3 separate regions of the Mus musculus genome follow, and all the other regions are linked to region 2. Evidence: chromatin contacts called from public HiChIP or PLAC-seq data. All regions are on one chromosome and are shown on one strand. Each heading gives the region's core, a stretch centred on a gene start, on an enhancer-like site or on the middle of the called end of the contact. The rest is flanking DNA. Distances are from core to core; before and after follow the strand shown.

Region 1 (3,106 bases), core at 37-2,536, 53 kb before region 2:
CAATAAAACAATCTTTTTTTTTAATTGTTTAATTCCACTCAGAGCAAATATATTTTAGTATGGTTTTGAGGTAACTATTAATGAAATCAAGGTTAGGGTAAATTTGTATATGTGGTTACTGCTTGCTTCTTGGGTCTGACAGTAGTTTTAGATTGTGCTCTTTTTCTGTAATACTTCGTAGCCAGCATTAGATAGTAAATGAGTTTGGTAAGATGTACTTTCGCCCGAGGTTGTGAAACTCATGGCATAATACGTTTCAATCAGCAGCACACATCTGTGAAGGACTTTGTCATCTGCTTGGAGCAGGTAAAACCAAAGTAGCTAAAGATCACACTGATATCACTAAGTATGTTGCATAACCAACCAGTTTCTACTTCTCTTTGGTCTTACAAGTCAGAAAGTCTGTTTGGGGGTAAAAATAAAAGCAACCCACAAGCTACTTGCCCAGAAAGGACATTTGAATTATTCGACTTAATGTAAACTCTCATAATGTAAACTGCCTTTAATTCTTTTGAACTCAGGGCTTCTTCCTACAAGGTTAGGGAAACTCTTTATGAGTGACCTACATATCTAACCCCTTTTAAAGAAACTGAGTCCTGGTAAATTGCCCAGGCTGGTCTTGAATTCAAGATCTTCCTGCCTCACTTTTCTGTATCCAGAACTATAGGAGTACGATACCATTACAATTACCATTTTAAATGTTATTTAGTCCGGGGCCTCAGTATTTTTTTTTTTTTCGGGACAGGGTTTCTCTGATTAGCCCTGATTGTCCTGGAACTCACTCTGTGGACCAGGCTGGCCTCGAACTCAAAAATTCGCCTGCCTCTGCCTCCTGAGAGCTGGGACTAAAGGCGTGCGCCACCACGCCCGGCTTGGAGCCTCAGTATTAACTAAATACTTGTTATTATAGAAGTTGCCTAGCTCAGTGTAAACTAAGGGCTTCCCTAGGACATTGGACTCCATTGTCAACACTGGGATAGGAGAGGGATGGATTCCCGATCCATGTGTGGTGGATGTACTTCGGAGTGACTATGCTACCAACAGGCTAACGTCAAAATTAATCTTAATCCTCCAGTTGAAAAGAAGAGCTTCCTCCTTAACGTCATCAGACATTTTAACCTTGACCCAGCATCTTCACTCCAGCCCTGGCTGACCTGACTAGGCCGCCTTCGAACTTAGAACACTTCTGCCTCGACCTCCTGATTGCCGCCATGTCCCGCCCATGACACTTTGACAAACACACGTAATTGAACACCTCTTTTTAAAATTCTCTTGCACTCTACAGCTGGCATAGCATCGGCTGGGCCACCAGCGGTAGCCGAGGACATCGGTCGTCTCAGGTAATCCTCAGAGAATCCCGGAAGAGGAGCCGGGTCTCTCCTGTCCCACCCAATCGATTCTAAAAATCCGCACCACCCCTGGGACTGTCAGCAAGGTGACGTTCTCCACGCCGGGTATTTTCGCAGTGGTGACACAGGCTACTTCCGGCGGGCGGCGGGAGTCCGTGACGTGGCAGGCGAGTCCGTGCACGGTCCTCCGGGCCCGGACACGGGACTGTCAGGTGCCCTCGGGGCAGCTCCCCGGGGACAGAGAGCACGGCCGCAGCCTCCAGCCGGAACCGGAAGTGCCACGTGTCCCCACTGTGCCTGCGCGGCCGGCGGCTCCGCCCAGGGCCTCCCTCCTCTCCGGGTTCGGCTGCTGCCTCCGAGCCCGGCGTTCCCAGCCCAGCCGGCCTGACTCCGGAGCCTCTCCGCGCCCTGGCCAGGTCGTGGCCGCCGGCGGGCAGAAGACACGGACACGCCATGCCTCTACTTTGACGTGCCACCCCGCGTGTTCCGCTTCTCCGGCCTCCAGGTCCCTGCCCTCGGTTTTCCTGTTGGAGCTCTTAGGCTGGGCGCTGCGGTCGACCCCGACGGCTCCGTCTTACCCTGAGATCCCCGGGCGCCATGGCCCAGCCCCGGATCCCCGCTGCCCGCGGTGCCGCAGCTAGCCTCCAGGCCCAGAACGGAGCCGCCTCAGCCTCGGGGTCTCCCTACACCAACGGTGAGTGCCGCACGGGGGCGGGGAGGGCGGCACAGCTCGGGCCAGGGACAAGTCCCAGCCAGGTCTACCGCGGGGAGTGGCGGATGACGGCCTGGACCCGGGAGCCGCGGTGGACATGCACCTGCAGATCCACGCTGGTGGGACAGTTTCATGTGTATTTATAGGTTCAGCCTGCAAACAGTAAGCACCTGCAGTATGCAACGTCTGAGATAAACAAGAGGTGAACAAGAATCGTAGACGAAATCAGTTCCCAGAACTGCCTTATGGAGGTCATAGTGTCTGGGTGTCATCACGCAATGCGCCACCTCAGTCCTGTGTCCTGGAGGGCAGGGTTCATCTCGGGTCCGCAGGCTCGAAGTGCAGGGGGGTGGCGGGTCAGTGCTTATTAATACTAATTTGCAGAGATGAATGAATGACTCCGTCTTTGACAGATCCCTTTAGGACTTGCTCATCTCTGCAGGGATCTTTCTTCAAGGATCTTCTTCCTACGACAGTCCTTGGGCCTCCTGTTTAGTTTTTCAGTTGTGGAAGAACCAAATAGATGGATGGCTAGGGCTTCGTTTCTAGGGCCCTCCTCTTCATTTAGAATGTAAGTTAGTCACAACTCTCTGAACCCTAGAGAGAGTACATCTGGCACTATAATTTATCATTTGGCGGGAGAATATCTTATAATTGGATATCTCTTCTAGGATTCCTGACGCCTTCCTACAGCGTGATTTGCTAAGCTTATTTTAATTGATATAATAAAGACTCATTTTCTGCCTACTTACAAATTAGCCTACAAATCTTTGCTTTATGGGAAGAAGACAGGGAGAATAATACTAAAGTACTTACTGTGCCCATTTAAAGTTGTAGAAAATAGCCAGTGACTAAAATTGCTGGTTACAATGTATTTAGAGAAGACTACTGTTTTCTTTACAAAGAATGTTCTTTGTAAGACTTAAAAATGTGGGTAGGCAGCTATGTGGGCAGGGCAAGAGAAGCTGAGAATCACTGACAGGTTTTCAACTTGAATTGTTTCTTGAGTTTATAGTAAGAGATTATGTAAACTACATTTTCTTCT
Region 2 (3,306 bases), core at 717-3,216:
CATTATTTCACCTATAAGATATAGTGATTGCCGGGCGTGGTAGCCGCACGCCTTTAATCCCAGCACTAAGGAGGCAGAGGCAGGTGGATTTCTGAGTTCGAGGCCAGCCTAGTCTACAGAGTGAGTTCCAGGACAGCCAGGGATACACAGAGAAACCCTGTCTTGGAAAAAAAGTGCAGTGATTATTTTTTTTATACTTTGTTTTAAATTTACTTTACTTTCTGTGTCTGTGTGTTTTGCTTGCAAGTGTGCCTAGTGCTTGTGGAGGCCAGAAAACATCAGATCTTCTGGGACTGGAGTTACAGATGGTTGTAAGCCACTATGTGGGTGTTGGGAACTGAATTTGGGTCTTCTGCAAGACCAACCAGTGCTCTGGATCACTGAGCTATCTCTCCAGGCCCTATTTATTTAATACTAACAGGTGAAATAATTCACTAAAATTTTTCTCGTGGTATGCCAAAAAGCCTCTGTGCGATGAGCTAGACCACCAGCTTTCGACACATGCTGAGTGCTTACAGTGTGCTGCATGTTGTAGGGGGATGGGAGAGACATCATTGAACAAAATTGCCCAGACTCTTTCCAGGGCAGCCTTGTTCTAGGGGAGCCTCACAAGTTAGTGACCTGGGCATAAAAGCTGGTCTGGGTTCTTTGGCAAAGTCACCATAGAGGAGCACCTGGCATAGAGCCATCAGTGAGTGACATGTGACAGACTGAGGCTCTGCTGTTATTAAACACTCTTGCTTCCTGCAGATGCCTCAGTTTACCTGAACCTGCCTGGAGAAGGCGTTCTAGTCACATTCAGTCTGTGAATATTCATTGTTCTCTGCCTCTTGTATTCCTCTCCACCAACTGAGACACTAGCCCTCACCTCACAGCTCCGCCAGCCTGAGTGCAGCTACTACAGCACTAAAACTGTCCCAGCCTCAGCTCTGCTCTGCCACTGTCCTCATGTGTGGTACCACCCTGCTTCAGAGGCCGTGGGATCTGCTGTATTGAGTTTTAATGTCTCTCGTTGTGGAAGAAACAATTACCATCCAGCAGACGTGGCACACTTGCTGGGGTCTTCTTGCTATGCCATGTGTACCTTTATCTTGTCGCCAGGGTACCATCCTTCCCAGGCTTCTCAGCTCCATCACAGTCACTGCAGTTAGGCCTAGCCTAGCAGTGAGGAAACAGACACCAGGAGATCGGGTGACTTAGCAATGGTCAGGTATTGACTAGTTGAGACTTCCAGATGAGGCTACAGGGTAATGACTTCTTCAAAGATAAAATAATTTATGATAAATTTGCTAATTCTGTCTAATGATAATCTTTTAGCAATTGACATTTACAAAACTCTTTTTCTAATGTTGGGAGGCGGGGTGTTGTTTTATTGCAGAAATCTTTCCAGACTGGGACAAGTATACGTCTAGATGAACGAATTTTTGCCATGTGTCAAGTGAAAAGCCAGCCATTGGTTCACCTCATGCTCACAACACATCCCAGTTTGTACAGAGTTGACAACCTCTCAGATGAGGTAAGACCAACTCCCTGTTCTGTGGCTTCTTCCGAAAAACGTGAAGCCTGATTATATTCTGTACAGAAATGAGTTTGTTACCTAAATCCTTGTTTGTTTTTTCCTAGGTAAATGTACAGAAACTTTGATAGTTAGGGACATTCCTGAAAATATTAACTTTAAGTTTTCTAAGACATACTCTCTTTTTTTCTAATTTGAGATTTAAAGATACAGATATAGTATACAAGGTGTCTCAGAGTGTCTATTGCTGTGAGAAAACACCATGACCAAAGTCAACTTGGAAGAAAGGGCTTCTTTTAGCATAGAGTTCATCATCAAAGAAGTTAGGGCAGGAACGCAGGGCAGCAGCTGATGGAAAAGCCATGGAGGGTGCTGTGTACAGGTTTCTCTATGGCTTACTCAGTCAGGCTTCTTACACAGCCAAGACCACCAGACCATAGGGGGCGCTGTTGCGGGAAATATTTAAAAAGAACCACCAAGCTCCTGCACTTCATCCGCCCACTCTCCAGCAGGACCAGAGCTCCTGTGTTCCCTTCTCTTGGCTGCCATGCCAGCCACACGCAACGCACCGCAACGACCATCCACCCAGCAGTCAGCACCTCAACACCCAGCAACCCAGTAGAAACAAAACTCTAGAAGCTTATAATTAACAAGTCAGATTTAGAGGGCTGGAGAGATGGCTCAGCAGTTAAGAGCACTGACTGCGCTTCCAAAGCTCCCCAGTTCAAGTCCCAGCAACCACATGATGACTCACAATCATCTGTGATGAAATCTGATGCCCTCTTCTGGGGTGTCTGAAGACAGCTACAGCCAGCGTACTTTACATAATAAAGAAAGAAATCTGGGCCAGAGCAAGCAAGACTGGAGAGAGAAGAAAAAGTGTCTGAAGACAGCTACAGTGTACTTACATATATCTGACCTTTTTTAAAAGATTTATTTATTATTTATATCAATAAATTCTCAATTCACAAGATGCCTACACAATAATTTCAGGGCCAAATGATAATGATACAAGCTGCCCACCTAGATCAGACAAGTTATCCCAATTATTCTATCCCTATATGATGTTTATAACTACCTGTGGCTACTTAAAACCAATCCCACCCCCGTGGGATCAGGATCTTCCTGTTCATCTGCTCTCTGTCCCTGCAACTCTTTGTTCTGCCTCCCTTTTCCCTGTCCAATCACAAGCTTCCTGCTGCACTAATATTCTAATGTAATTGGACAGGAAAAATTCTACCCCCGGGCACTGCCCACAACGGGCTCTTCTCACATTACTCACTAATTGAGGGAAATGCCAATCTGGTGGGAGCATTTTCTCAGTTAAAGTTTTCTCTTCTCAGGTGACTCTAGCTTGTGCCAAGTGGACATAAGATAGCCAGCACAGAAGGCTCTTACCAGTTGTTCCTAATGTTTAACTTTATAGTTTCCTGGGCTATACCTAAATGGCTTATTCCTATAGTTCAAACAACTTTGGCTAAAACAAGAGGATCACTTGAGCTCATGAGTTTGAAATCAGTCCCTGCCTCAGAAACAAAATTCAAAAACTCTAAGAAGAGGAAGAGGAAGAAGAAAAGGAGGAAGAAGAGGAGGAAGAAGAGGAGGAAGAAGAGGAGGAGGAAAGAAAAAAGGAGAGAGACTTGATTAATCTATTATTAGTTGTATTTCACTAATGTCACTTATCTGTTCACTATATATTATATTTTTCAATTTAATTTTTAAAAACCAAAGTCAAGGGGCTGGTGAGATGGCTCAGTGGGTAAGAGTACCCGACTGCTCTTCCAAAGGTC
Region 3 (3,409 bases), core at 908-3,407, 53 kb after region 2:
GCACAGTGCATAGTCCAGCCTTGTGCAACCTTCTCCTTAGCCAGACAGATAAACTCCTGATTTCCCTTCTCTCTCTCTCTCTCTCTCTCTCTCTCTCTCTCTCTCTCTCTCTCTCTCAGATAAACTCCTGATTTCCCTTCTCTCTCTCTCTCTCTCTCTCTCTCTCAATTTATATGAGTACACTGTAGCTGTCAGACATGCCAGAAGAGGGCATCAGATGTCCCATTACAGATGGTTGTGAGCCACCCTGTGGTTGCTGGGAATTGAACTCAGGACCTCTGGAAGAGCAGTCAGTGCTCTTTACGGCTGAGCCTCTCTCCAGTCTGATCTTCCTATTTTTCTAAACTCTAAATACTGGGATTACAAATGCCCTAACTCCACAAATACTTGGTAATTATTATTGTTGCTGTTATTCTTGTGTCTGTATTGCAGAGGCTCTGCAGGATGATCCATGAGGCAGTTCTGGGACAACACCTGTGTGCCACCTTTGGGGAACTCTCCAGGCCCTGGCCTCCCTTCAGAGCTCCTCTACATCTGAACATGTCCAGATTTCTCCAGCTCTGGGCCTCAGAACCATGAATACACCTCCCTGAGGAAACATTTGAATTCTGGGCTTCTGTCAGGCTACTTGCCCAGAGAGGCATTTCCTCAGGTCCCCAAGACCATACGTGTGCTCTTATGGTCAATGTTCATCTGTCTCAGGCAACCCCGCTCCCCCATATACCTGCAGTCCCTGCATGACTGAGATACCAAGTGCTGTGAATGAGGTTTCTTAAAGAGAAAAATCCATTGTTAACATTTGACTACGGTAGAAATAGAAAACAGAGGCGGCAAATCGGTACCTGCTGGGCCACAGTAATGTTTTGTTGTTTAAATGAAGTTGACTTGCCTGATACAAAATTATCCATTTTAACTTAAGGTACTGGGAATTGAACCCAGGGCCTCAAGCAGCCTCTGAGAGAATGCTCTCCTACTGAGTCACACCCCAGCCCTCTGTAAGACAATGTAAAAGGAAAGTGCTGTCACCACCACCTGATTCCAGGACAAAACCCGATAACTTGCAAGGATCATCCTCATTTCTCCCTCCCTGTGGCTTCTAGCACTAGCCTGCATTCTGTCCATAAAGGTTCACACATGGTCTCTGCTGGGTTTCTTTGACTTACCATCACTTGTTAGAGGTTTGAGTTGTAGCATGAAATGGCACTATGCCTTTTCTGTGGTAAGTAATATTCCACTGTATGGTTGGACCACACTGTTTATCCTTTCACTAATTGCTGGAGGGTTTGACCTGTGTCCTTCTTTTGACTGTTATACACAGGATTGCTATGATCATCTGAGTGCAAGCACTTGTTGGCATACCTGATTTCTTTAGTCATATACCCAGGAGTGGAAATGCTATCATGAATCTGTTTAACTTACTGGTTTGGTTTTTTTTTTTTATCTTAAAAACAACAACAACAAAATTACGTGTATGTGCCAGCGTGAGTAAATGTGCACCCAGTGCGAGTAATGCCCCCAGGGGCCGGGGGTGGGGGTGAGGGGGGGGGCGTTCCATACCCTGGAACTGGAGCTGCAAAGGATTGTGAGCAACCACGTGGTTGCTGGGAACCAAAACCGGGTCCTCTGCTAGAGCAGCAAGTACTCTTAACCACTGAACCATCTCTCCATACACAACCCTTACCACCCCACCCCACCCCACCCCACCCCACCCCACATCTATGTTTAACTTTTTAAGGAAGAAAAGGTGTTCCAACTTCTTACTCTTGAACGTGTCTGAGTGTCCAGCCTTCGGTTTCCGTCCCCGCTACTGGCTTACCCAACCCATATGACTCATTTACACTATCAGTCTGGCCCCTAAAGGCATCTGAACCTGCCGCCCCTAGAAGGCTGCACAGGTAAATCAACCTCCCTCCAAAATAAAAGTCCAGCGGCTAACTACTGTAGACGCCTACTACACCTCTTCGGCTCTTAGAGCGCGTCTTGGGTTTATTCTCAAACGAGGAAAGTGGCGCTTACCTGAGAAAGAGGCGGCAGAGACCTGACCAACCCATCCCAGCAAGCCAGTTTGGAAGCTGGTTCTGGAAGGAAACCGGGTGAGGCGGGCGAGGCCCGAGTTGGAGGAGGAGGAGAAGGAGGAGCAGCAAGCAGTGCGGCGCGCGCTCTAGAGCCTCGTCCGGGCTGGGGTCTGCAGAGCTGCTGCACGTGAGCGAGCGAACGAGCACGCATCGCGGTGGCCGCTGCACCATGCGCGGCTAGCGGTGGGGTCCCGGCCCCGCAGCACCCGCGAGCCCGGGCGGGGCTCAGGTCGCTCGGGGGCGGTGCCGGTTCCCGCCCCCCACATCCGGGGGCCGGGCTGGGCGCTGGGGCTCGCGCCGCGCGGGTGAGTCAGGCCGGGTTTTCCCTCCGTCTCTGGGGCCAGCGGACGAGTGTCGCCCAGTGCGTCCTTTGCCCGCCGATCCGGCTCCCGCGCGTTCCCGAAGAGCCTGGGAAGAGAAAGGTTCGAGACCGAGCTGGGGACTGCAGCGCGCCCTAGGATTCACGGAGCCAGCATGGTAAGTGGGTAGGGCGGGTCGCTGAGGTCGTTCTCGGACACCCGGCGGGGGTTGGCAGGATGCTGTGCGCGCCCCGGTGTCCTCTGCTCCCGCGCACGAGGCTGACCTGTAAATGCATTTTCCGTGGAGCATCGCCCCGATCCCCACGCCGCAGCTAGGAGGGGCAGGCGCCCTTGGCGCAGGAGTCTGACCTCGGCCTCCGCCCCCTGCACCAGCTCTAAGCAGGCCCCACAGACGGCGGGCGGGAGACGTGCACCCCACCCCGCCCCCTGGGTAGCTAGGAGGGCCTCCGGTAGTTCTGGGATCCCTTGCTTCCTCCACAGCCTTCCTGGGCGCAGTTCCACCGGGATGTCCAACCTGTCTTCTCTGCCGCCTTCCCGGGGACACCACTCACCTGCCCTCACCCTCAGGGTACCCTCTTCCTGCCTCAGCCCCCTACTGTGTCTGGTCCTCACCTGGGGACCTGCGAACAGGGGACGTCCCAAGGTCTGGGACTCTGTTCCAGTCCTGACTTTAGCCTTTGACAAAAGTAAGGACCAGGACTCTTAAGGTATCTCAGTATTAAGATGGGAGCTTGGGACATACCCAACCCAAAGATACAGATTGGGAATGGTTGTCCTTGGGCGGGAGCAGAGGCGGGAGGCCCTCCTGGACCTAGAGATGAGCCTCCTCCCAGGCTCTCACAAGCAGGGCTTCTCTGCCGACTGGCTGCGTGTGGGTGTGTATGTGCAAGACTGAATGAAAGCGACCAGCTAGTTCCCGACACCGCCTCTAGCAGTTTCCTGAGCTCAAGAGTCCCTAAACCTGCGCCACTTCCACTATTTCTTCTTCTTACCTCTTTCCCCAGGGCGGGCAGG

What was found. HiChIP or PLAC-seq counts read pairs in DNA pulled down with a chosen protein or histone mark.
Region 1: an H3K27ac HiChIP or PLAC-seq map of embryonic stem cells shows a contact between it and region 2, with 8 read pairs. The contact joins the promoter of Sec24a here to the enhancer-like site in region 2. A contact is called at or near these places in 3 of 39 promoter capture datasets (HPC-7-derived erythroid cells, embryonic stem cells and hippocampal neurons), 22 of 484 Hi-C or Micro-C datasets (LSK cells, Th2 cells, bone marrow-derived macrophages and 18 more), 12 of 115 datasets of contacts at active chromatin or transcription factors (the 230-238 cell line, CD8 T cells, the HPC-7 cell line and 7 more) and 3 of 9 other capture datasets (adipose tissue, liver and pancreatic islet).
Region 3: a contact with region 2 is called in an H3K4me3 HiChIP or PLAC-seq map of embryonic stem cells, with 29 read pairs. The contact joins the promoter of N4bp3 here to the enhancer-like site in region 2. A contact is called at or near these places in 1 of 39 promoter capture datasets (neural stem cells), 1 of 484 Hi-C or Micro-C datasets (the N1E-115 cell line), 3 of 115 datasets of contacts at active chromatin or transcription factors (embryonic stem cells and trophoblast stem cells) and 3 of 9 other capture datasets (adipose tissue, liver and pancreatic islet).

Annotation. Positions count from the first base shown.
Region 1 is chr11:51,755,014-51,758,119 of GRCm38.p6, reverse strand. Sec24a (Sec24 related gene family, member A (S. cerevisiae)) reads left to right here and starts at 1,286. Exons shown (of 23, transcript NM_175255.3): 1 at 1,286-2,043. The coding sequence starts at 1,947.
Region 2 is chr11:51,702,486-51,705,791 of GRCm38.p6, reverse strand. It overlaps Sec24a (Sec24 related gene family, member A (S. cerevisiae)), which reads left to right. Exons shown (of 23, transcript NM_175255.3): 19 at 1,379-1,516. Among named protein-coding and RNA genes, the nearest start is that of 0610009B22Rik, 16 kb to the right of the region's middle. Within about 2 kb of position 1,966, at least 31 of the 459 cell types and tissues checked have an H3K27ac peak or open chromatin away from gene starts, as enhancers often do. A contact at or near this core is called in embryonic stem cells, epiblast stem cells and trophoblast stem cells, where this site is marked.
Region 3 is chr11:51,649,821-51,653,229 of GRCm38.p6, reverse strand. N4bp3 (NEDD4 binding protein 3) reads left to right here and starts at 2,157. Exons shown (of 5, transcript NM_145974.3): 1 at 2,157-2,552. D930048N14Rik (RIKEN cDNA D930048N14 gene) reads right to left here and starts at 2,276. Exons shown (of 4, transcript NR_027958.1): 1 at 2,017-2,276. It overlaps Gm30058 (a long non-coding RNA gene), which reads left to right. Exons shown (of 2, transcript XR_388627.1): 2 at 433-1,140.